Linked DNA regions of Athene noctua: region 2 is linked to region 1. Evidence: chromatin contacts called from public Hi-C data. All regions are on one chromosome and are shown on one strand. The core of a region is the stretch at or near the end of the contact, and the rest is flanking DNA. Distances in the headings are between cores, read along the strand shown. Region 1 holds the start of CEP57 (centrosomal protein 57). Region 2 holds the start of CWC15 (CWC15 spliceosome associated protein homolog).

Region 1 (6,536 bases), core at 2,771-5,270:
AGCCACACTGATATAACATGTGAATTTAAAACCAAATGAGAGCCTGTTAGGTGCTACCATCAAGACCTAAACCTCAATCATACAAAAATACCATTAGTGTTACAGGTTGTTGAACTGATGAACACAGAATAAGAAGTCCAAATAATGAAGTAAAAATGAACCAAGCAAAACACAGTACTTCACGCAGCAGTCAATAGAATAACAGCATCAATGTAAACCACAGCAACCCAAATGATAGTAACTATTGATTAAAAAAAAAATCAATATACTATCTGCTATTGATTCAAACCAAAGGTATCCCATGAAACAGTCAAAAGAAAAGGCGAATCAGTTTGAAATCAAAGTAAGGCTGCCAGCATCACAATTTTCCTAGATATCTTTATGTTTCACATGTAAATTAAAATTAAAAATAACTACATAAAAACCCCAGACTACAGGAGGTTTTTTGTTTGTTTTTACTGTCATAAGTAACATTTTTCTAGCCAACAGCAGACTAACTTAAAGATAATCTTAAAACTAGCACACTCAAAAACTTGAACTCCAAGTTACACAAAGCAAAACAAATAAAGACTTTCCATCAGTTGCATGTCTTCTAAGTTTCTCCCAGATGCAGGGTACAGGCACTAATTTGAACAGTATAATAGTACAGATTATCTTCTTGAAATAAATACTGAAAAAATTGTGCTGAAATACCATCTATTGTATAAGCAGCTGTTCTTTGCTTCAGTATAAATAATCACTTGCTACCAAGAATATTTTCCTTGTATGTTTAAGCTAAAGACTGGTTTATATTCAATTTCACGAGTAGCGACTTCTAAATAACCTGAGTGAAAAAACTGAGAAAGTTTACAAAACAACATCAAGGCATTTCCCATCACAAATCTCAGACTCAAATATCACACTAATTCTCCGCTCCTCTCCTCAATTTCACGCAAGTCATTAAAAAGTTTGTTTCTGCTCTTGGAAATTCTCACAGGGATCATCATGCTGTGATGCTCAGAAAAATCCTGAAGCATAAAAGAACAACGAAAAAAAACCCATAAAAAATACATATGGAAATCAGAAACTATATATTTGTTCTGAACCTCAGTTAGGCCGTATTTGCTAACTACATATTCTCCCCTCATTCTGGGTACTCTCTGTAGTCCTTCCTTAAGCCACACTAAAGCCTCATAATAGTTAAGGAAGAAGCTTAGCAGTCCCACGAGGAGCTAAACCCACCAACATTATGTAAGCTGCACACATTTAACCTTCACAGGTTGCAGGACACTACCTTCCAAAACCCATTGCTGCTACCATTGCTTACTCAAGCACAAAAAAGGGAACATTAAAAACACAGAGCAAGGATAACTTCACACACCAGTAGCATGCAGTGACCTCCTGAAGCTCCCAAAGGCTAAACACCATGGATAAAAGGGAAAACAGAAAAAGAACAACAAAAACCATCTATAACGTCACATGGAAAGTTTTAAAATAAGAATCCTCAACTTGGAGCATTGATACACTTTTCAAACCTAGTAACTCATGTAGATGGTAAAAATGACCCACTATAACATTGTTACTTCTCTGTTACAGTAAAGAAATAAGGTACACCATGGAAAACTTTCCAGAATGCTATTAATCTCAGTGGTATATCAAAAGTTTAAGAAAAAGCAAAAAAAAGCTCTATATTTTTCTCATTATACAGAATTTGGCTAGATCCCTAAACAGCAAAAAATAACAGTGATTTATAAACAAACTGTAGAACCAAAAAGGCAGAAAAATGAAGAAAATCTCTCAGGCACTAACTGCAGAAAAAAACCCCATGAAGTCACCAAGTCAGCATCTTTGGTACTAGCCCTTTGGCACTGGGAAAAGGGACTAAATCAGAGTGGGTGCATTGCAAGTTCTTATATGGGTGCTCAGAACAGAAAAAGAAATAATAAGAGAAAAAAAAATTAAGCTTCGTAATGGTTTAAATGACAGCCAGTAGTCCTAATGCTCATCTTAATTTTCCCATATTTCAGCCTTTTTTTTTTTTATCTAGAGACTGGGGAAAAAAAAAAACAGAATGAGAAGGTATTAAGTTCACTGAGCATAAAACATCCAAGTACCCAGTTACTGAAACTTTCAGAATAGCCATTTTGGAAGGACAACCTCAGTTAGCAGCCTGCCCTCATCCCTCAGTACCATTACTCGGAGAGCAGGGAAGGAGAACAGCCCCTATCACCCAGAGATTAAGCTTAAGTGCTATCTGTGCCTCCCTGATACTGTGTCAGGAGTGCTCTAAATTTAAATAACATTTCTAGTTAAAAGCAGATATCAAAAAGCTAGCTTAGCCAAGCCACTACATGAAATAGTGAAAAAAAAAATAACGTTGGCACAATACAGTCTTTTTTGGTTAAGTTTCTACTGTAGTGTGCCAGGCATGTTAAAAGCAACTATTTTCAAAGTTCAGAAAATATGAAGTTTGCTTTTTTCCTTTTTTCAACACAAACAAAAAGTCTTAAGCGGGCAACTTTTTTTCCTACAAGTTTTGTTTTACTAACTAAATTAAACAGCCTACATTCATCTACTTAAAACTAGTTTTCTGAGATCCTTCTTTATGCATGCTAAAAAACCCCACCAGTCAGGAAGTATATAAGTCCTCAAATTACTCTGTCACCACTCTTGCTGGTGCAGGCATAAGTGTGGGACCACACTGTAGAAGAGACACTCAACAGAGAATGCAGAACTGGGTGCTCACCATGAAGCTACTGAGACCCCAAACCATGAATCCTCAACAAGATACATCTTGCACACCATCATGCTGCCTATTTTTCACATCTCTATTCCTCCAAAGCATGCAGAAGACCCAGCTACTCACAAAAAAACCCAACCTCAAAGTCACCCGACTTTAGAGAGCTACAAGCATCAAGCCAAAATGTCATACAAGAAACCCAACTGGAAGCTTCTGTTTCAGGTGAAGACCTGGCAGGCAGCTGCCATCCACCCAGGTCAGCTCTGCCCGCTGTGCTTACGCCAGCCAAGCCTCCGCTTCTTCATGTCACCAGTCAGCAGCAGAGACACGGGTCCTGTGAATTCTCTACGTTCAGCACCTTGAGAGGGACGCGAATGAGGAAATTCTGGTCCCCTGTGTGCAACCACCTACGTCTTACCTCCATATCTGCCAGGTGGTCACACTCACGCCTAAGGATACAGGTACACACTGAAGTTAAAAGTCAGCTTAAGGTAACAATTTCATCTTACAAACAGAAACAACCAGAGACTAAATCTATTACCAGCTCTCCAATGGGAGGCAACGGCTTGGTGTAATAGCGTAGCTGACCCGTAATTGCACAATTACACGGCTTAATTGCGCCTCGCCCGTCTTTGGAATAGGCGCTTTCAAAGTCATGACCCCACGTTTTTTCTGAAAACAAACGGAATTACATTTTATTCCCATTCGCTTACAAATATGCTCTCCAGACACTAGCACGGGGACAGTAAGATGGCTGACTTAAATAGCGGGATACCTTTATCCTTTTCTGCCACTTTCATAACATATCTGTGCCTACAGGATGGTTCGAATACACGTACGTTGCATTTAAAAGACAAGACACCTTCCCCCGTCCACGCTGCTGCCGGCACGTCGGGGGAGGACAAGCCGCCCACCCCGCACTGCCCGCCCGCTGCCCCCGGGCCCCCCGCGGCCCCGCTCCAGCCCAAGCCCCCGGCGGCCGCATCGGCCGCGCTCCTCCTCGCCGCGGCTCCCGCGCGGCCGCCAACAGACGGAGGCCCCGGGCCCACCTCTCCCTTCCCGGCCGCCGGGACCGCCGGCGCAGCGCCTCACGCCAAAGGAGGCCCAACGGGCCCTGACCCCTGGGGCAGCCCCAGCACTGCGGGGCCCGGGCAAGCTCCCCCCGAGCGCCTCCACCCCTCAGGGGCGGCCACCGAGCCTCACCGTGCGCTGGTGACCGCGCGCCGCCGCCATGTCCGCCGGGGGAGCCCCGCGCTGGTACCGGTCCCTTTAAGGCGCGACACCCGTGGGGCGGTGGCGTCCTTCGCGCCGATCGAGTCCCGCTTGACTGACACCCAGCTTGCCAATGGAAAGAGAGAAGCAGAACTAAGCCCCACCCCGAAGGGGCACGACAGCCTATCATAGACTCAGGTTTGAGTGACATGTGAGCTACCCAATAAAATAAGAAAAGCCCTTCGCAGCCAATCAAATGGGATGTCAACTGAGGAGGTCGACCAATCGCCTGAGCGGAGAGGAGGCGTGCGGGAGGAGCGAGCGGCCGCGGGATTCTTGTGCGGCACACGGCGCCTGCTGCGCACGCGCGGAGAGCGAGCGGCGGAAGAGGATGGTCTTTGTCAAAGTGAGCCCCCGCACTTGAGCCAATCGAAAAGCAGAAGTCGCCCAGGGCGGACCAATCAGCGCCGCGCCCGCGAGGCCGCCCAATCATCGCCCAGAGCAGGGCAGGGCGCCCGCGGCGGGATTGGCGGCGGCGGGGGCGGCGGGGGCGGCGATTGGGCGGCGAGTTTTGAAGGCAGGTTTGGCGCGAGGCGGTGATTGGCTGCCGCCGGAGCCCGAGCCCGGGGCGGAGGGAAGGGCGGGGGGCGCGGGGTGACGCCGATGCCGACACCGACACAAGGGGGACGCGGCTCGGCGGCGCGGGCTCTGCGCGGGGCCTAGGGCGGCGGTGGGGCGCGCTCCCCAGGCGCGGCGGCGGCGGGAGGGGGGGGGGCGCGGCGGCGGCGGCTCCTCGGCGGCCCAGGCGGCCGCTCCGGTCCTCGCCCCGGCACCTCCCTCTTCCCCTCCCTCGGCCCGCCCGTGTCCGCCCCGCCGGCCGCGGCGCGGATGGCGGCGGCGGCCGCGGCGGCCGCCCCGGCTCTTTATGCCTGCACCAAGTGCAACCAGCGCTACCCCTTCGAGGAGCTTTCCCAGGGCCAGCAGCTCTGCAAGGTGCGGGGGGCTGAGGCGTGGGGCAGCGCTCACCGGGACGGGCCCCCCCTCGCCGGGGCTCTCGCAGCTCCGGCTTCCCGGCCGGGGGGAGCAGCAGCAGCAGCAGGAGGAGGAGGAGGAGGGTGGTGGTGGCGGCCGTGGCGCGGGGAGGCAGCCGCCGGCCCGGCGGGACGCCCCTCAGGCAGCGCCCGGCGGGGGACCGGCCGCGGAGCGCCGGGTGAGGCCGGTGTGAGGGTTTCGGCAAAGGGCAGTAACGCCGCTCTTCTCTCCCCAGGAGTGTCGGATCGCCCACCCCATCGTGAAATGCACTTACTGCCGGTCGGAGTTTCAGCAGGAGAGGTAGGGGAGGGTCCCGCCTCGCCCTGTGCGTGACCTGCTGAAGTCCTGCCGCAGGCGGTCGGTGGACCTGCAGAAGGGACGGCTGTTCCACGGGCGTAACCGTTTGTAACGGCAGAAACTCACACCGCTGGAGATACTAAAGAGGGCAGAACCGCAGTAAAATAACCTGCCTGCTCTGGCGACACGAGTGTGTCGCATAAACGCAGTACGATGTTAGATTTGTTGGCTTATCGTTAACTGCTTACCACAGCGTGTGTTTGCATGTGTGTTTTCCAGTAATTGCATGGCAAAGAATTTCAAGGTGTGTGTTTGTCGCTGAATTCAACATTATGCAATTTTATCTTTAGCAAAACTAATACGATATGCAAGAAATGTGCCCAAAACGTGAAGCAGTTTGGAACGGTGAGTAGGCTCTTAGTTCTAAACGTTGAAGTTCATTCACGTTTTAAATTAGAAAAAAGTTCTCTGGCAACTAATCTTACTTTCTTTTGGGGGAAAAAACATTACCTTTCGGAAAGGTGATGAAAAATACTGGCTGCTCTTGGTTTCCTTTATGGCTTAACGTTTTGTTTTTCAAATTGAAATTTATCATGTTTATGTTGTAGCTTAGCAGTTACAAATAACTGCACTATAGCTATACACTTTGTGCCTGTAACGTTATTCCTTGCATATTCTCATAAACAGACACTTGACGGCAGAAAGACTGTTAGCTGTCTCTGGTTTTTAATGAGTGGTAAATGTGAAAATCTAGTAATACCATATACTTTCTATTACGGAAGTCTTAAAAATTTTAAATGCATGTTAATCGTGTTAAGCTATTAAGCAGAAAAGATTTTGAGTATTAGCTGTATTCATGTTACTTTGCATCTTCTCATCTTGAATTTCAGATTCAGTCCTGTTAGGAAAATCTTTAATATATGAATATACACATAGTACTTGAACACCCCACAGATACTAGTTTAAAGCAGGTATAATCTTGTAAAACAAAAGCGTATAATGTCTATATGCTTGACATAAACCACATTAGATGAAATTCAGCTTATTTGAGAAATGTAGCAGCTGTCCGTGTATAGTCATGTGTTTCATGAATGTAAATGTAAACTGAACAAAATACATTCTTTGAAAAGCTTAAAATGTAGCAAAATGAAGTGCAAGGTAGATCAACAATGGTTTTTATCAGTAGTTCATCAAAAAATGGAACTGCATTGAAGATAATCAAACATTTCTAACCTATGAAAACTGGCAGCAATTTTATTTTCCAGCAGCATATTAT
Region 2 (6,536 bases), core at 1,046-3,545, 240 kb after region 1:
TCATGAGGGCTGGACATGCTCTGAGAACAGTTACAGGATGAAAGTTCTCTGAACACTTGAGCTGGGGGATGTATCTATTAGGTCCTGGTGAGAGCATGATGCTAAACTTCTTAGACCTAAACTAAGTCCAAACAAGTTCAAGATTGGGCAAAACTCTGTATGTTTAGGCATCTTTAAAACCAAATGTTGTACACCTGTGAAGGTTAGGTGCCTTTGCAACAAGACCAGGTAGGGGTTTTCAGGAGTCTGGATGTAGGCACCTCCGCTCCACCAATATCCTTCTTTAATGTCCAGAAGGCATTCCCTTCTGAGGAAACTAAATCTCTGACCATAAAAAATGTCTGTAGCTATTTGTACTCTACATTGATACACACGAGTTGGGGGAAGGGAAGCACCTTGGGGTTGTGGGGAACAATTTTGGCCAAAGACACTAAGCCAGTCCTTTATTATTCAAAGTACCTGTATCTGTTCAGAGCAGGAACTTTTCTAGTTTTTTAGCTCTCATCTTCAAGTAATCCTCCACACAGAGAACATTTGCCATTTACTCTTACCCAACAGCAGAAGTCTCTTCAGTTTTGAGTTCTTTAATCAGGACTTTGATACCTTTTGCCAGATGGACATTAAAACTGAACAGCAGACACTTCCCTCAGGACATGTTACTGAGCAAAATACAACATTCTGCTGCACAAAGACAGTCAAATTAGCATAACAGTCTCCCTATTTAAAGTCCACAGATTTATAATCTATGAATAATACACACCATCATAGGATGATGCACTGATTTCAGGCTGCTGTGATCTGTAGCCTGACAATACTGAATTCCTGACCGCCCAGCTGGGAAGCCCGACTCCTTTACGAGGTTTGATCTTGAGTCTAAACTGCCTGTAGTGAAAGAAATCATAAACCTATTTCACAGGGTGTGGACTGAGGCTTGCAGATAAGAAAATGCAATGGTGGATACTTGGTTACTGATAGGTGTAGCTCTTGGGAAATGACACAGTGATTATTATTTACTTCACCTCTGAATGAAGCTTAACATTTATGACAAGTTGCCTAAAATAACTGGTTTCTTTGTACCAAGGGCCCACTTCCAAGTGGCTCTGATGGCTCGCTGACACGAACGGTGTCATTTACAGTGTTGCTGTAGCTCTGTGGATAACAATATCTTTGGGGACCTCTTGTGGACTCTCTTCTAAATTGCACATTGAGTGAAGAGTACTCAGGAAAATGTTTCCGTGCTGATTTCTAGGTACATCAAAGAACCTTTCACTTCACATGCTTTCGTGTAGATTCGCAGAAGTTTGGAAATAAGATGCGTCTAAAAGTAACATAAAACACATGGAAAGAACAGCATTTTAAGAGGGAAGATTTAATCCCCGAGTAATACTCATTCATGCTTTGGCTTCTTTGCAGAGACAGTAATGAATATACATGTAAAGGAGCTCTTTGTAAGGGCGTGAGTGTGGGCTGTGGAGGTGGAGACGGGCACGGGGGACTTGATGACTAACAGTCGGGCTTAGACTGATGTTGCTAAGACACAACTCTGAGCAAAAAGAATAACTAAGGCATTCACTCTTCCTCTGAGTTTTTATCCAATCCCATTACCCCTACAAGGATCCCAACCTTGTGTGTTTAACCCCTTCCCTCTTCCACGGCTGTTCCCTTGTCCCTCCCCCCACTGATACCCAGGGCAAGCACTGTGAAGCCATGAAGTCCTGTTTCACATTACTAATACACCACCCTTTTCCAAGCCTCCTACATCAAGCAAGCAGCCTCTGGGCAGACTCCTCTGAGATGCACAACTCATGGGTCTATGCATGAGCTCATTTGTGAGAGGAGACTGGACAGTGGCTCACACCAGTAGGTTACACTGAGGCTTCAGTAGGCCCTCACTCTCTGCCTAACTGTCCCCTGGTCTTTCCCCAGGGCCTGCCTGGTCCCCCGCACCAGTGAGAGCCCAGAGTCTGCCAAGGGCAGGCTTTGCCTGGGCAGGACCAGTGCAGGGACACGGCCTGGGAGCACCTCGGGGCAAGGCCCTCTTCTAGGGCAACCCTGAGCCCCTAGGACAAGCACTCCAGGGTCCCTGTTCCGAGCTGGACTCGCCCGATCCCGGTCAGAGGAGGAGTAGAAGGTTGGTAGGAGGAGGCCGCCACTGCTATGCAGGCAGCAACGCCGTCGCAGCGCCCACTGCCGCCTCGGTAGCGCCATGGCGGACGCGCTCCGCTCCCTCACGTGACAATCCTGCCAGCCCTCTCTATGGTAGATCCTCCCCGGCGGCGGCTTCCGCCGCGTTGTGTCTATGGTTCCCGCGCGGTGCCTTATGGGCGCTTGGCGGAATTATGGTGGTGGGTAGGGCCTGATTGCGCAGTGGAAGGAGGTGGCGGTGTAAGTAACCGCGCAGGCGGCAAGCGAGCCTGGCCGGGGAGGGAGTGTTGGGAAGGATCCGGTGGGGTCCTGAGGGGGTAAAGGGGCGGCCCTGGGGTACGGGGGGGTGCCGTGTCCCTGTGAAGGGACGGGCTACGGCCGGACCACGAAATGGGCCCTGGGAGCAGCTGAGGCGGGCGAGGAGGAGCGTTTCTGTGGAGAACAGCGGAGGGCGGTGGGGTTGGGGGGTGAAGGGGTGGCCGGCGGGCCTGGCGGCGGAGCTCCGGGTGCCGGGCGGTGTGGCGGGGCCCGGTGGTTGGAGGCGGGAGCCGCGCGGTGCTCCAGCCCCGCTCCTGCCCCGGGTCTGGGTTTCCGCGGGGTGAGTGCTGGGGCGGGCTGTGCCCGGGGCCGGTGTGAAGGCGGTCAGGAGGGGCCGACGGTAGCGCAGCCCTGCGTGGCTAAGGCGTTTCAGCTCCAGGCCGAGCCCGGTGATTTTCTCGTGGCTAGTAAGCCCTGTTTGGCCGGTCCTGTCTTCGTGTACCGCTGAAGAGGCTTCTCTAGGGCTGTATTTCCAAAACCTGAGAGGTTAGTGTGACAGTCTCTGAGTGGTTTCAGATTGAGCTCGGGTCCTTTTAAGGCCAAGACGAATACAAACGGATTTAAAATAAGCAGGGACAGTTTCCAGGGGGTTTGTTACTGCTTCATGAAACTATGAAGCCACATTGTATCTGGTTCTTCATGTGAATTTATGAATCCCTCTCTCCATTCCATATAATTAGCACAGACAGGTTCTGAGAGCAGGTGGCTTTCTCATGGGTCTGGCATAGTCTGTGCCAAGGCAGAGCTGAAATGCCTTGCTGAGCTCCAGCTGACTTGCACAGCATCAGTGAAAAGCGTCAGCAATCCTTGGTTAATGACTCAAGGCTAGTTACTCTCTCCCTTCTTTTTAAAGGTGTTTCTGTCTGTTAATTTTGTTTTCTGAGTAGTAGTTCAGTGGCAGTAACTTTGTCCTGCCCTATGGGATGTTACTTTGACAAATTATTTTATAATTTTAATGCTACTGTGTTTTGTGATCTCATTTAAATAATTCCTAATATTAATAAATAACAAATGCAGGCAGAGCATAAATAACTTATATTTGTGTATCACAAAAGCATATGAAGCAATATGTTTTTTTCTTTGCTTTTTAATATTCTTTATGTTTTCATGTCATCCTTTAATGTCCAACCTTCTGGTTGGTAGAACTGGTGTCTTTATGTATCTCTGCAGCTGTATCTCTCTTGTGCCTTATGTATCTTTAGTCTCTGGTTAATGAATGTGCATGTCTTGGTGAAGCAGGAATGAGCATCGTTTCATATAACAGTTTTAAGGTGGTGCTGGTTGGTTGTGCAGGGATTTTTTGCGTTGTTTAACTGTCTCTTGGCACAGTGGTTTGAGATTGTAGGGGATCCAGCTCCTGTCCAGCAGCACTGAACGCAGTGCATGCTGACAGGGTGTCTGCCTGGCTGAGGCTAGTTGGAGTCTGTTTCACTCCTTTCTAACAGAAGAACTGATAGTGGTGATTTGGGGCATCAGCTAGTTCGTTTTTTAGGACATGCTGGCAGTGCGTGAGTTACTTCAGTTTCTGAGTGAGAATTGGTGAACATGTCTTCATTTGTCCAAGCTTTTTTAATTGCCCTTCATTTACATAAGGGTAAATCTGTGGCCTTGTGCTACCAGGGAAACATTAACCCTAGCCCCTTCCAAAGGATTTGCTGGCCAGCTGGTGCTCTTGCAGATCACTCCCAAAGGGCTGTGCTGCAGTATTAATGACAGTGCTGTGCCAGTACTAGAGAACTGAACAGGGCCACGACAAGGGCTCAAGAATTCAAGTTTCGTGATCCTCATCAGTATTTATTTACCAACACCACCCTAGACATGCTGTGGTCTGTGTCAGCCAGCATTCCTGGTGATGATACCTAGATACGGTTTGGGGAATAATGGAGGGGTCATTCCCAGTAGGAAGCCGTCATTTTTTGGCTGTTGTTTTTCAGGAGGGGAAAGAGTTTAGTTGCAAGATTGTCGCTTGTCTTAAGCATAGGAGAACAGCTCCTGGCCAGTTTTACTTACTTTACAAACATAGTTTCATATTCTTGATAGTCTGATAGATAGAGTCATCTTTCAAGCATGTTAGAAAAGACTTTATTTTGAAAATCTCAATATATTCTGCCAAGTCTGTCAATAAAAAGCTTCTCAAACTTTGAGGATCATGAGCCAAGTGATAGCTGGTATTCTGTAGTGGGGTTTGCCATTGCTCCTACAGTTCCAGGAACAAAGTAGCTTCTGGTGAATGTCTTTCACTGTAAGTTGTAGTAACATCTGGTTTTTATCCCTTGATTCTGTAGTATTTAAAATGACGACAGCAGCGAGGCCAACATTTGAACCTGCAAGAGGAGGAAGAGGAAAAGGTGAAGGAGACTTAAGTCAGTTATCCAAACAATATTCCAGCAGAGACCTTCCTTCTCATACTAAAATCAAATACAGGTTAGTATTGGGTTTTTTGGTCTTGCAGCAAAACAGGCTGGGAATGATTTTTTTTGTTTGTTTGTTATGAGCGGTACTTTGAAATTTTCTCAATAGATATTGATGTGCTTGATACTGAGCAGAGATCAGGGATTGTGCAGCAGTGGTGAATAAGCAAGGTGAAAGTGTAAGTCTCTAAAGCAGACCTAGGAGATCAAATGTATTGAAAATAATTGGAGAGGTTTAACTTCAGTGGTATTTTATTACTGCTTGTGGAAGTGAATCATCAGAAGAAGGTGAGCTTCGGAGACTGAGCATTTCAGGCAGTGGATTGGAAAGTTGTCATTGGGACTGAGCCATGGAGGGTGCTGTCTCCTGCAGAGCAAGATGGGCTAAGAGGAGCGAAGTCGAGTGTGTCTTAAAAGTAGGAAAACCACATCATGCATTTGGTAAAGGACCACTTGGGAAGGGTATTAAGAGGAGGCAGGGAAATCGTGGAATAGTACTCAGACAGTAGTATGTGTTGGAAGAGCTGATGTTAAACACTGCAGGTGGTTCATGCAGGTCCTGGGAGAGGAAATGGCTTTAATCAGTGAGAAAGATAATGGGATCTTAGGAATATTTTCCTCTGTTTTAAATACATAATAAATCTTAGTTATCCGTTTGAAAGGTTAAATGAAATCTGGAGTCAGTGTGATATAGATAACTAGAGTTTAAATAAAATGTGTCAGCCTAAAAATGTTCTTTTTATCTTACTAATGTTACTCTTACCAGTAAAATTACTGTTAAAATTTTACGTTTGCTCTCTCTTATGCAGATGTTTACCTTCTCACCTCTTCTCTCCTGCCCCTTTTTTTTTAAGAATACATATGGATGAGGGAGTTGCAGTGTTTTGGAGAATAGGAAGATCAGCAGCATAAAAAGTGCTGTCAAATGAATTTTATTTGTTGTTAGGGGGAAAATTTGCTGGTGGTTTGTTTCTTTAAACAAAAGTGGGGTTTGAAACACCAGTCTCTGTTGCTTTGAAAGAAGTGGTGAGGACAGATATGTACAGGAATATACAATATATGTTTTAACAAAATCCCTCTGTGTGCATGAGAGGGAGAGGTAGAGGGGGCATTGAGTGTCTTCTGTTTTTTCTCCCAAGTACCTAACACAAAGTTATCTTTGTTAAATTGCCAGGGCTGCATTATTGCAGGAAGAGTTCAGTGTTTGAGTCCCACTCATGTTTGCTTGAATGGGTTTGGGGGGATTTTGCAGCTATATCAGGGATTCCAAGTTCAGGTTTTTAATTAGAAAAGCAAATTAAATACTTCGTCATAGAGACAGGCTGTGCACACAGTGTATTTAGAATGGCTTAAGTCTGTTTTTTTTCCAGGCATTCTTATTTCCAGCATTGGGTTCACAGAAAGGTGAAAGGAATTGCTGCTTGTTTTTATTCATTAGTTCTTTTCAAGTCTTCCACAGAAAAATCAGTGCTCTCTAGGTGAAACTTATTGTGACTCAAATAGTCTGTTGCTTTTGGCCAGTGTGTTGTATAAAAGAAGAAAAAACATGTATTTGCAATATGTTTCACTAAAACTAGTATTTTCCCTGTTCTCCTACCTTTTTTTTTTTATGGTCATAGGAGATTATCTGGTATGTCTCTTGGAGGGAAAAAGGTTTATGAA

The links. A called contact is a pair of places that touch in the nucleus more often than the background predicts.
Region 2: a contact with region 1 is called in a Hi-C map of heart, with 3 times the contacts expected there. The contact joins the promoter of CWC15 here to the promoter of CEP57 in region 1. A contact is called at or near these places in 2 of 2 Hi-C or Micro-C datasets (heart and liver).

What each region holds. Positions count from the first base shown.
Region 1 is chr1:252,812,532-252,819,067 of bAthNoc1.hap1.1, forward strand. CEP57 (centrosomal protein 57) reads right to left here and starts at 4,021. Exons shown (of 10, transcript XM_074916890.1): 1 at 3,923-4,021. The coding sequence starts at 3,952. FAM76B (family with sequence similarity 76 member B) reads left to right here and starts at 4,722. Exons shown (of 10, transcript XM_074916944.1): 1 at 4,722-4,924; 2 at 5,199-5,263; 3 at 5,611-5,665. The coding sequence starts at 4,820.
Region 2 is chr1:253,050,633-253,057,168 of bAthNoc1.hap1.1, forward strand. CWC15 (CWC15 spliceosome associated protein homolog) reads left to right here and starts at 2,296. Exons shown (of 7, transcript XM_074917026.1): 1 at 2,296-2,385; 2 at 4,749-4,887. The coding sequence starts at 4,757.